Regions from separate parts of the Pan troglodytes genome. Here region 2 is linked to region 1. A link is a contact called in public HiChIP or PLAC-seq data. All regions are on one chromosome and are shown on one strand. The core of a region is the stretch at or near the end of the contact, and the rest is flanking DNA. Distances in the headings are between cores, read along the strand shown. Region 1 holds the start of TRMT10A (tRNA methyltransferase 10A). Region 2 holds the start of DNAJB14 (DnaJ heat shock protein family (Hsp40) member B14).

Region 1 (6,335 bases), core at 2,098-4,597:
CCCATTCTGAGGGTCTTCAGATGACCTGTTGTCTTCCCACTATTCCCTCCTACACAGTTGCTGATATTAAGTTGGGTTTGCTCCTTCCTGTTCATATTTTGAGGTTTTAGGGATTCCTTTTCACCTAGTTATGTTATAGCTATCTTCTGGGATTTTGTTATTGTCTATCCTAGATGCTTTACCTGTTTTTATCAGGAGATTCAGGAAGTTCACAGACTACACCGCCTGTCTAATCACCTTCCCAGAGTCTTCAATATTCATATATTACGTGGGAGGATACGAGTAATATGTATGTATAAGTATGTAAATGTACAAATACATTTTAAAGGTTTTTTTCTGTATTTTTGGAGTCAGTCGAAATGCAGGTTGAAATGATTATAGATGAGTGGTCGATTCTTCCTTGTAGCTACCTTTCAAGTCATGTTTAAAAATGGGTTTCTTTTTGGCTTTCCTAGCCTGAAATTAAAGTACTCACAAGTGTTACTCTATTTCCACATCTCCTCACTCCCAACTTGCTGAAGAGTATCCTAAGACTTAGAATTAAGCTTAAAATAATGGAATTTGTAATGATTGCCCAATGTTTTGAAATCAAACTTACGGAGGGGTTCATAATCATAGTTATTACTGTATTTTTATGTCCTAAAGTTCTAGTTCTGTCTGTAGCCTCCTTCTTATTCTACCAACTAGGGCCCAATTTAACAAACTGGTTGCCAACTGTCTGAATATAGCCCACAGACATATTTTATTTAGTCTGCTCAGTATTTTAAAACAAACAAAATAGCTGCCAACACTTTAAAACCAGATTTCATATTTATGGCTGTTCTTAAAAAAATGAGATCTGGTGCCATTAGGCCCATATTCTCTCCTGGAACTTGTACCCTGATTAAAGAGGAATTGCACTCTCAGGTTTGTGATACTTTCCTTCTAGACGCTTCTCTCATTTGCTACCTTCCAGTCCCCATAGATACTATGCATTTGTAACCCATGGAGTAGTATCTCTTTGAGTCCAACCTCTTATATTAGCTTAAACTACAAGTATGTGCTCATTCTTTTTAAAATCTGTTTCTACTCAGATGTCCTGCAGACTCCCCAGAATGCACATATTTTAAAACAAAACTATTTTTTCAAAACCTATTTTTCTTTTCTTTTCTTTTTCTTTTCTTTTTTCTGAGACGGAGTATCACTCTGTCACCCAGGCTGGAGTGCAGTGGCAGGATCTCGCCTCACCGCAAGCTCCGCCTCCCGGGTTCACGCCATTCTCCTGCCTCAGCCTCCGGAGTAGCTGGGACTACAGGCGCCTGCCACCACGCCCGGCTAAGTTTTTGTATTTTCAGCAGAGACGGGGTTTCACCGTTTTAGCCAGGATGGTCTTGATCTCCTGACCTCGTGATCCGCCCGCCTAGGCCTCCCAAAGTGCTGGGATTACAGGCGTGAGCCACCACGCCCGGCCTCAAAACCTATTTTTCTTCCAGTATTCCCTAAATGACCCGGTTAATGTTACTGCATTCCTACAGTTGTCCAAGTTAGAGAAGCCCTTAGGGTTATTATCTCCTCCTTCTTCCTCATTCTATCCACAGCTTTTCAGTCATGTGCAAAACTATGACACGCTTAGGTCTTTGCTTTCACTGTTCCCAATATCTTAAACTTCTTCACTTTTCTGACACCTGTACAACTCCTACTTACTTTCCAAGATGAAACAAAATTATTTAATCTCCAAAACTATGTCCTCTGCCTCAAGGAGCATTTAGTTGCTTCTTTCAAAGTACAAGCATCTCAAGTACATGTTGTATGGTATTTATTTACTGCTGGCTCCCCTATTAGATTAAGGATTCCTTAAGCACAGAGAGCATGATTTCGTCATTTCTGTATCACCAATACTAAGACAAAACGCATAGAACTCGATACATGTGTCAAATAAATAAATACATAATTTTACAAATCAATGAAATTATTGTTTCACATGATTTCACCGTCTTAAACTTTCTATATGTTTCAATTTTTTGTTAAATTGACTTTTGCTGGTGCTCTTTTGGTGCTTACTTTGGATTAATAATAGAATCATTTTAAATTTTGCACCAAATGACTACAAAGTTAAATGTCTATGTCAAAAGAAAATTTATTGACTTCATTATTAGAATATGAAGTTTTTTTTTTGCTTTAAAACTTTGTTTAAAATATCTAAGGATGCCAGGTATTAACTCTGAAAAAACTGTATAATTATTTATAAAACAGATCCCATAGGAGCAACTGAACAGCTGTGGAAAGATTTGGCACATCACTTTGCCAGCCTGAATTTAATGACCTACATATGAAGGGCTACATATCCAATTACTAATCCTCCCTCAGCTACTCTTTGCCCTCATATGGAGGCAGCTGAAAAAAGATGCCCTACTAACAGATCAGAAGTGGATCCAGACTTTTTTGCCAGTGCTCAGTTAACAAAATCTTTTAGGTTTGAGATGAGGAAGAAACAGAAGAGGGACTCACAACAGTGTTATAGCTGACACAGTGTTTCAAGTAAAATTTAAGGGCTTATGGCAAGAGTGACTTTAGTTTTGTAACTAAAGTCAAAGAAATTTCGGCTCTTTTAGAGAATCTCAAATTCTGGATTTAATTTTCTATTCACTGAAGCCTTTAAACATGTTCAAATATCTTCAAGCATCAAGGATAATTTACTTCAAAATTATTTCTATATGAGAAGCCAGTCTTCTATTCAAGATGCAAACCTCATTCTTACCTTCAAATTCTGCAATAATCACCTATTAGAAGTAGAGGAGAAAAAAACTAAATAGAAAACGACAATCTACGGGATTGTATTTCATTTCTCTCTCAGTTGACATGATCTATATATAGCAAAAAGATTATATAAGGTCAAGTATTATAAACAATGAAATGTCATCTGGTGTTTTGCAAAACAGCATAGGAAAAATAGCTCAAGGAATGAATAAAGAGTAAAGCTATGGCTGTTTTACTTCAGCCATAAAAAAGCCTTACAGATTCTAAATTTAAATGCATTTTATTGTGAATCTGACTCACTTTTTGAATTTAATTTTCCACTTGAGTTATGTAAAATCATGTGATATGGTAATTTTCTGAATAAATTAAAAATAATATAGGCAAGAGATGTTTTTCTCTCATTTTCAACACAGAAAAATTAGGAGCCTTTCTTCGTTGTTTTTGCATTTTTAACAGTGGGACTATCTTAATTCCTTCATCCAATACTCACAAGAATATATGAATGAATACACGTCTGCAGGTACACACTTAATTCTTGAACGGGAAAAAACAGACATCACTGTAACTACCTCCCACTCCCAAAACACTAACTCCAGACCCCGCCCCGCATAAACCCCTCCCCTTTCTTCCATTGCGGGTTCGAAATGGGCGCAGTTCGATGACGTAAGACGCAACCGCCGTAGCCTCCACCGTGTAACTACCGCCCCTGCCTCTGGGAATTGAAGTTTCTGTGGAAGGAAGCGTGAGCCGTAACCAGGCCAACCCAGAAAGGCTTTCTTTCTGAGATTTCACTTCCCTGTCAACTCTTCAGCTCGGTAAGTGTCCTGGCACTGGTTGGCGCTCCCCCGCACTATGGTATTCTCTGGACGCAAAGGGGCGCGTGCCACACAGCCCCCTACTAGCAACAAGGGCTTCCGGGGGAGAGGGGAGCAGTGGTGTGGAAGTGGTTGCCTGCGGCGCTCTTGCTGAAGGAAATGACGTCGATGACAGGCGCCCCCCGCGGCCTACCCAGCTGCTCCCTGGTTCTCCAGAGACAGCTTAATCCCGTCTCTGAAATGCGTTTGCTGGCTGGGAGCCTAGAAGGGATAGTGGGCGAGGCTCCGCCCCGTGGTGGGGCGCTTTCCGTCGGCGCGTGTTTTGGGGTTGCCATCGGCCCGTAGTATGTGAAAAGTGAGTTTGCAAAGAATCAGTGGGAAATCTGTACTCTAAAGGGCCGGAAAGCGTGTTATGGCCCTGCCACTTCGTGGCTAGAGACCGTGGGCTTTACCTCTCTAAAGCTGCCTTACCTCATTTTTCCTGCAAAGGGCTGACGTCGCTGAACTCTCTGAAATGTAGAGAGCCCGAGGGGAAGTTGCTGCAGGTGCTGTGAGCTGAGGACAGTTTTATAAAGATCGAAGTGTTACTTGATTTCACTGAAATACTTTAAATTTGGGGATTTTTCTACAGATATGAAGAGGATGGCAACACATTACTTGTCACTTTCTGAAAGAATTTCCTCTGCCCCTTCCATTCCCAACCCTCTGCCCAAAAGGCTTGACAACTGAAGTGAACAAAGGGCTTTTCGCTCCTCCACGTTTAGTCCGCATGTCTTTAAAAAGGGCATTCCTGGCCGGGCGCGGTGACTCACGTCTGTAATCCTCGCACTTCGGGAGGGCAAGGCGGGTGGATCACCTGAGGTCAGGAGTTCGGGACCAACCTGACCACCATGGTGAAACCCCGTCTCTACTGAAAATACAAAATTAGCCGGGCGTGTTGGCGCATGCCTGTAATCCCAGCTACTGGGGGGGCTGAGGCAGGAGAACTACTTGAACCCAGAAGGCGGAGGTTGCAATCAGCCGAGATTGCGCCATTGCACTCCAGCCTGGGCAACAAGAGCGAAACTCCGTCTCAAACAAACAAGAAAGGCCGGGCGCGATGGCTCATGCCTGTAATCCCAGCACTTTGGGAAGCCGAGGCGGGTGGATCACGAAGTCAAGAGATGGAGACCATCCAGGCCAACGTGGTGAAACCCCGTCTCTACTAAAAATAACAAAAATTAGCTGGGCGTGGTAGCGCGCACCTGTAGTCCCAGCTACTCGGGAGGCTGAGGCAGGAGAATCGCTTGAACCCGGGAGGCAGAGGTTGCAGTGAGCCGAGATTGCGCCACTGCACTCCAGCCTGGGCGACCTAGCAAGACTCCCTCTCAAAAAAAAAAAAAAAAAAAAAAAAAAAAGGCATTCCTTTGCTATCGCTGTCAAGTCATTAATTCCAATCTGCATTATTCCCACATTCGTTGAGATTTTTCTGAAAAGGAGACTGTCATAAATTAACGACGATTATTTATTTTATCCCAATCCATAACTTAATGCAGTTTTAAAAAACTTTTTTTTTTCTTTTGGTGCTCATTGATGTAGGATGTGTCCTTGCCTTACAAAGTGAGATAGTTTGTAAGCCCACTTGATAACCTATGTCTGCGAATGAACCCCACAAATTTTTAAAATTTTATGCAGAAGTAAAATTTCACACACACACACACACACACACACATATATATATATATATATAATTTTTTTTTTTTTTTTTTTTGGAGAGGGAGTCTTACTCTGTTGCCCTAGTTGGAGTGCAGTGCTGCGATCATGGCACACTGCAACCTCTGCCTCCCGGCTTCAAGCGATTCTTCTGCCTCAGCCTCCCGAGTAGCTGGAATTACAGGCGTCCACTACCACGCCTGGCTAATTTTTGTATTTTTAGTAGAGACGAGGTATCGCCATGTTGGTCTTGAACTCCTGACCTCAGGTGATCCGCCCACCTCAGCCTCCCAAAGTGTTGGGATTACAGGCATGAGCCACTGCGCCCGACCTCACACAAATATTTTTATAGTTACTGTAAAATACGTTCTTGAACATTTGTTGAACTTGGTTGAATGAATGAAAATGTACTGTGAGCATCACTGCATGTGAGAAAGGAATGAAAAACTCTGCCATGGAATTTTATAAATTATTGCCCAAACTAAAACAATTAGAAAGCAAGTATACCTAATAAAATGCTGTTTTGCTTAACAGGTAATCTGAACACGCTAGTACATAGTGCAGTGTAGATATACATTATACTTATTGTATAGTGTAGACAGTGCGAGTTGGTAGATATCTTTGTAAAGTATACTATACGGAATAATTTATAAGATATCAGGTTAGCATCATTTTTGTTGCATTCCATTTGTCTCAGTGCACCTGGCTTATTTAAAGCCTAAAAACTTCACTTAGTACAGTCGTTTTCTTAGTTAGGAATAGTTTTAAAAAAGATGATGATGATGATGATGAAGATGTTGACCATCTCATGACCTTTCCTTGTGTTTGAGAGATTGAAACATTAATGTACTATGACAGGTCATATTAAATTTAACTTAAGACTTCTTAGATAGGAAAGGCAAATGCTCCCCCTGGTGTACATGACCTGTAAAACATTACATTGCTCTTTAAAAAGGCTTCACGTAGGCCAGGCCTGGTGATTCACGCCTGTAATCCCAGCAGTTCAGGAGGCCGAGGCAGGCGGATCATGAGGTCAGGAGTTCGAGACCAGCCTGACCAACGTGGTGAAACCCCTTCTCTACTAAAAATACA
Region 2 (6,876 bases), core at 1,663-4,162, 380 kb before region 1:
GGTCAGTAGTTGTTCGTGCAGTCTGGGAGTCATGATGTTTTTCTTTGCATTTCCTTTTTTGTTATTCATCGCTCTCGATGGGCGTTTTGTGTATGCGTGGGTGATGCGGTGTCGCGACTTGGGCTGCCCATACGATAAATATGGGGGGGAGGAATCACGTGTTTCGATGTCGGGACGCGTTGCTGCGCCCGTGCCCCTTGCTTTGGCGCGCATATAATTTCCCCATCTCTAGTTCTCATTTTTGTGCATTTATGTTTGTGTATGCTTAAAATTTAAGTTCCCAGTGGGCCGTATTCATCGACACCTGAAATCTAGGACGACCAGTCATGGACGTGTGGGTGCGACTGCCGCTGTGTACAGCGCAGCCATCCTGGAGTACCTCACCGCAGAGGTAAATGGGTGAACGCCTATAATCCGGAGAAGGTTTGGGGGGCGGGGAGGCGGCAAGAGGGAAGGAGGAAAGTGATGCAAGAAAACTCCCAGGCCCTGAACGCGGCGAGAGGCCTAAGAGAACGCTAGAGGGAGCTGGTGTTCAACAAGGATCCTACTGAGCTTGAGTTCTCTGCTCTTGGAATTAAAATTGCGTGCCCCCTGTATATCTTGCCAGTCAGATAGTGAGGAACGATTCCAGTTGGTAGATCTACGTTTGTGAGGGTTTTATTCTGTTCTCTGAATCTTGGCCAAAGGAAAGTTGGAAGGCAACTGACAGATTCTGCCTTCTAGGTACTTGAACTGGCAGGAAATGCATCAAAAGACTTAAAGGTAAAGCGTATTACCCCTCGTCACTTGCAACTTGCTATTCGTGGAGATGAAGAATTGGATTCTCTCATCAAGGCTACAATTGCTGGTGGTGGTATGTTAACTTCTAACATTTTAAAAAATTTCTTCAGAGGAAGGAATTTTTTGCTGCTTTTAATTAGTTTTTCCAGGAGAGGAAATTTAAGTATATTTTCAATGATGGAAGTATAGTTGTATCATGAAATTTGATTTATATGTATAACTCAATGAATTTTTACTTCATACTTGAGCTGCACGTTTTTAAAGATACCTTTCAAGTTGAACAGTGTACACTTTCTTGGTTTCAAATACTGTGATTTTTAAAAAAATCTTAAGTAGAATTAATTCCTGTCACTCTCCTAGGTGTCATTCCACACATCCACAAATCTCTGATTGGGAAGAAAGGACAACAGAAGACTGTCTAAAGGATGCCTGGATTCCTTGTTTTCTCAGGACTCTAAATACTCTAACAGCTGTCCAGTGTTGGTGATTCCAGTGGACTGTATCTCTGTGAAAAACACAATTTTGCCTTTTTGTAATTCTATTTGAGCAAGTTGGAAGTTTAATTAGCTTTCCAACCAACCAAATTTCTGCATTCGAGTCTTAACCATATTTAAGTGTTACTGTGGCTTCAAAGAAGCTATTGATTCTGAAGTAGTGGGTTTTGATTGAGTTGACTGTTTTTAAAAAACTGTTTGGATTTTAATTGTGATGCAGAAGTTATAGTAACAAACATTTGGTTTTGTACAGACATTATTTCCACTCTGGTGGATAAGTTCAATAAAGGTCATATCCCAAACTAGTTGTGTATTAAATTTGCTTGGTTGTAATAGGAACTTGTTTTGAGTATCTCATCTAGCAGCAATAACTAAGCACATTTCTTTGTGACTGAACTGTCAAATCTGTAGATCAACAAAGTGAGATAGCCCAAGTATATTTTTTTAATGTTATATAATGAGCTACTAAAGTTTTAATTTAAAAAGTTGGCAGGAGCTGGAGTGGGATTGTCAGTTTCTTAGGCTAAGTGTGACCATTTCAGTTTGTACATTGGCTTTGCTTGCTGTGTGACAGCACTGCACTAGTATGCTGTTAGCATGGTGGACTTGGGGAGGGAGAGAATAGGTAGGAATGTCCTGTATATCCACAGAATGAACTCCGAATTTAAACTTTAAAGATAATAGTGCTACGTGCCAGGCCCTGCTTTGAAGTCTGAAGTTGTTAAGTACTCAGTAACATCATTGGGGATATACTATCTCCATTTTATCGAAGGGAAGCAGAGTTTCTTATTTGAAAGTACCGAGTTATGGTAGTTAGCAGAATTAACAGCTTGGCTCACAGCATTATGTAAAAATTGTTACCTTGTGGTTGGGTTGAGCAGGTCATTTTGACAGTTTGTCATGTTTTTTTAAAAAAAATTTGCACATAGCAAACATTCCCCCCACCCCCACCGCGAAGACTAACAAGACACGGTACTTCCAAGTGGTAATGTTATCCAAATGGGACGGAAAAGGTGAAATCAAAAGTTTGCTTTCGTTAGGGCAGCCCCTGAGGGGCTGATTCCTGCCTTGTTTTGGCTACACAGGATTAAGGTCGCTCTGCACCACTCGTTGCAAGCTACAAATTAAACTGCTTTGTACTTTGGATAGCCAGACATCCGGGTCAGAAAAAATGTAGCTGAAATAAGGCTGTCATACAAGCCCTAAGATTAGGTTCAAACGACGCTCTAACGTGTCCCGGAAGTGCTGAGACTGGACTGACACCTTGGTCCTCACCTGACCGCATCCTCCCTCGCTTGAGGGGCCCAGAGGCGGAGCCTCCAAGTCCTGGCAATTTCACTGAAAACGAGTGTCCCCTTCCCGGATCCCGTCCTCCTGGCCTGAGCTGCGAGGGCCACGCCTGGACGTCACAGGGCACGGCGCTTCCAATGCCGGCAATCGGGTCCCGGGCAGAACCCCTCCCCGCGATGGGCAGCCCGGCTGCTATCGTCCGCCTCCCGGGCAGGTCCGCTTCGAGCCTGCTGGCGCCGTGCGCGGACCACCGAGTCAGCTCGGACGCCCCGGCCCAGGAGGTTGGTCCTGGGCCGGGACGGATGCGGATCGCGCCCTAGGAGCCCGCGGGGGGCGGGGAGGCCGCCGTGAGGAGGCGGAGCTGCGAGGCCCGCCCGTCCGCCCGGGCCGTCGCAGCCGCTGCCGCGGTCCCCTGCGCTCCTCCCCGCTGCCGCCGCACGCCCCCAGCCGGTCCCGCCTCGCCTCCTCCGCGGCGGCTTCCGCCCCTCTTAGCTGCGCTGCCGGAGGAAACGGAAGAAGGAGCAAGCTATGGAGGGGAACAGGGATGAGGCTGAGAAATGTGTCGAGATCGCCCGGGAGGCCCTGAACGCCGGCAACCGCGAGAAGGCCCAGCGCTTCCTGCAGAAGGCCGAGAAGCTCTACCCACTGCCCTCGGCCCGCGGTGAGACCTCAGCGTCCCTTCTCTTCCTGCCCAATCCCCAGACCACCGCGTAGCCCGCCCCTGCCCCCACCTCGGCCCCTCCTGGAAGCCTGCGGGGCCCCCGGCCTGTCTGAGCCAGCCCCAGCCCCAGGCCCGGTGGGGAGCATCCCGACACACCCCCGCCCTGGCCCCAGCCCCGGCTCCGGTCTGGGGCTCGGGGAATGCTGCGCGAGGTTCCTCTGCACCCGCTTGCCCGCCGGCTCCGCGTTCCGCTGTCCTAAATGTCCGGGTTTCATTCTCCCTGGAGGAGACTTGTCTGGTCCCGTCTTACCACAGTGAGGCTTTATTTGTATCTGTGTTGTTTATGTGGCCCCCTCCCTCCCCATTCTCAGTCCCACATAAGGCCTAGGCCCCTATCGAAGTGAGAGGAATGGTGTACTCTAGTGGCTAATCTCAGATTCCATGTTTCTGAGATCTGTAGAAAACTGTTCCCAAAGCAAACATCGAATACCTGAGATGACATTGCTTTTCCCTGGGAGAGAGTTCCTTTAAAAGAGAAGAGCACACATTCGGCAAGAATGGTCAAGAGTCATTGCTGAAGTAATGATTGCTGAAGAGTATCTGATTTGATAACACCATGATTATCGACGAACCAAATCTCTGAGGAATATGGTACTGGGTTTCCTTTAGTTGAATTCAGCTTATTTATTTTCCTACTCGATAGGCTTCGGAGTAATAATAGCCAACATTTATTGAGCACAAAGTGCCAATAGTTGTGCCTAACATTTTGCATGGATTATTTCATTTATTCCTCAGAACAATTCTGTGTAGAGGTGCAGGATTCACTTGACCAGGTTTACCCACGTGGAAACAGACTTTCTGATAATTAATGAATGAATTAGCGAATGAATGAAAGTATCTTACCCAAGGTCACACAACAATTAGTAGCAAACTCAGAATAGTAGCTGAACTTTCAGACTCGAAAAGGCCTTTAACCGCTACACTGTTGCCTTGCCATTAGTATTTCCAGGTTAAGAAGAAAGTTATCGATAGATTCAATTAATTGTAGAAAATTATTAATGAAAATATGGGGCCACTTGTTTTGTTGTCTCTTAAATTTTTTTCTCTACGTCGTTGAAGCCCTGTGCTCTTTGCTTTTCTCTCTATCCTTTCCATTACATTGCCTTCTAACACTATACCCATGAGGACAGGAAAATAAAATGAAAGAAAAGAGTTAATAATTTTTTAAGTTGTGGTTTAAAAACCTGCCAAATTTACGGTCTTAACTATTTTTAAGTGTGCAGTCCATTAGTGAAGTATATTGACATTGTTGTGCAAGGACTCTTCAGAACTTTTTCATCTTACACCACAACTGTGTACTAATCAGACAGCTCCCTACCGCCCCGTCTCCTAAGACCCTGGCAACTACCATTCTACTTTGTGTTTCTGTGAATTTAACTACTTTAGTTACCTCAGATAGGTAGATTCATGCAGTATCTTTTTGTGACTGTCTTACTTCACTTAGCATAATGTTCCCAAGTTTCATTTATGTTGTAACGTGAAGAATTCCTCTTTAAAAAAATACTGATTAGGCTGGGCGCGGTGGCTCACGCCTGTTATCCCAGCACTTTGGGAGGCCGAGGCGGGCGGATCATTTGAGGTGAGGAGTTCGAGACCAGCCTGGCCAACATGATGAAACGCCATCTCTACTAAAAATACAAAAAAATTAGCCAGGCGTGGTGGTGCATGCCTGTAATCCCAGCTACTAGGGGATGCTGAGGCAGGAGAATCGCTTGAACTCGGGAGATGGAGGTTACAGTGAGTCGAGATGGCAACACTGCACTCCAGCCTGGGCGACACAGCGAGACTCCGTCTCAAAAAAACAAAAAAAAAAGACCAAAAAAAAAACTACAGTAAAAAAACGGAATAATATTCCATTGTATATATACACCACATTTTGTTAATCCATTCATCTGTCTATGGACATTTGGGTTCCTTTCACCTCTTGGCTATTATGAATAATGCTGCTATGAACAAGGATATGCAAAGAGCCTGCTTTCAATTATTTTGGATACCCAGAAGTGGGATTGTAGGATCATACCGTAATTCTATTTTTAATTTTTGAGGAACCACAATACAGTTTCTGTAGCGCCTGCACCATTTTACTTTCCCATGAACAGTACATAGGGTTTCAGTTTCTCACCATCCTTGCCAACACCTATTTTCTGTTTTTGTTTGTTTTGATAGTACCCGTCCTTGAGTGGGAGGTGATATCTCATTGTGGCTTTGATTTGCATTTCTCTGATGATTAGTAATGTTGAGCATCTTTTCATATGCTTATTGGCTAGTTTTATAATATCCCATTTTTGGAGAAAATGTCTGTTCAAGTCCTTTGCCCATTTTTAAATCACATTACTTGTTTTTTTTTTTGTTGTTGTTGAGTTGTAGGAGTTCCTTATTTATTCTGGATATTAACCCCTTATCAGATATGTGATTTGCAGATGTTTTCTCCTATTTATATGTTGCCTTTTCATCACTTTGTTGATGGTGCTATTTGATGCACATAAGTTTTTAAGTTTGTTGTAGTGCCATTTTTCTATTTTTGCTTTTTTTTGTGTGCTTTTGCTGTCATATTCAAGAAATCATTGCCAGGAGTTAATTATTTTTGAATCCTCCCCTACTGTTGAATATGATTTCATTTAGTCATTATCTAGTCCTAGAGGGACAGTTTTAACATTAAGTGAGTAGGCAGTCTAGACAGAATAACTTGGCTTTTGAAGTCTGACTCCACCTACTAGCTTGTAACCTTATTTTTGAGCAGGGTAGAGAACCTCTCCAGCCTTTAGCTTTTTCGTCTGTAAAATGGAGACAATGTACTGATCTCATAGTGCTGTTGTGAGGATTAAATGCATTTAACAGTAAGCACTCAATTAATTTTGGTGTCATCCCCATTTTACAAGTGTGAAGCTCTGAGAATTCTTAAAACCCACCCAAATGTACACACTATCATGCTTCTGTCATGCAAACAATTTGAATAAATCTCCTAAAAGATATTATAAGATACCAAAGCACAACACAGTTTGTTGCTCTTAAGGACACGAATGTTGGAAAAATTAAGAAATGTAAGGGTGAAAGTTGGTAGTACAAATGTAAGGCAGTATGTGATTACCAAATAAAGTGATAGGGGATAACTGTGTAGTCCAAAAACCTTAGTTCAGATGCAGATGTTTTCTCTGACTCCTTTTTCACCAGTGACAAATTACTTAACTCCTCTGAGCCTTCTTTAGTTATATGTAAAGTGAAGATGTCATCACAGGATTTATGTGAGCTGAAATAAAGTTATATGCCAGTACTCAGAGAAGTGTATTTTATATAGAACATTCTAGAAGATGTTTATTGGTACAATTTAAGAATTCAGGAGAGAGAAAGATCTAGGACATTTGTGTGAGATCCTGATAAAATATTTCATATAGAAAGAAGTCGAAGCTATTGGTTACAATTAGATTTTAAAATTTTAGCCCTGAATTTCACTTATACTAGTCCACCACCAAATTCTTATAACTCAGAAAGTTGACTGAATGTTCGTCTGGATATGCTTAAACTAAGAGAGGCAAAAGAAAAGATCACATTTTGATTTCCATTATTCTTACATGGTAAAACATGAGACTAAAT

Evidence for each region. HiChIP or PLAC-seq counts read pairs in DNA pulled down with a chosen protein or histone mark.
Region 2: a contact with region 1 is called in an H3K4me3 HiChIP or PLAC-seq map of stem cell-derived excitatory neurons, with 10 times the contacts expected there. The contact joins the promoter of DNAJB14 here to the promoter of TRMT10A in region 1. A contact is called at or near these places in 2 of 7 Hi-C or Micro-C datasets (blood and stem cell-derived neural progenitor cells) and 1 of 1 datasets of contacts at active chromatin or transcription factors (stem cell-derived excitatory neurons).

The regions. Positions count from the first base shown.
Region 1 is chr3:101,018,852-101,025,186 of NHGRI_mPanTro3-v2.0_pri, reverse strand. TRMT10A (tRNA methyltransferase 10A) reads left to right here and starts at 3,347. Exons shown (of 8, transcript XM_001167367.7): 1 at 3,347-3,551. It overlaps MTTP (microsomal triglyceride transfer protein), which reads right to left and starts at 3,401. Exons shown (of 18, transcript XM_001167454.6): 1 at 3,227-3,401. The coding sequence starts at 3,368.
Region 2 is chr3:101,400,225-101,407,100 of NHGRI_mPanTro3-v2.0_pri, reverse strand. DNAJB14 (DnaJ heat shock protein family (Hsp40) member B14) reads left to right here and starts at 2,912. Exons shown (of 8, transcript XM_526640.7): 1 at 2,912-3,225. The coding sequence starts at 3,093. H2AZ1 (H2A.Z variant histone 1) reads left to right here. Exons shown (of 5, transcript XM_517363.8): 2 at 1; 3 at 278-391; 4 at 724-853; 5 at 1,141-1,579. The coding sequence ends at 1,202.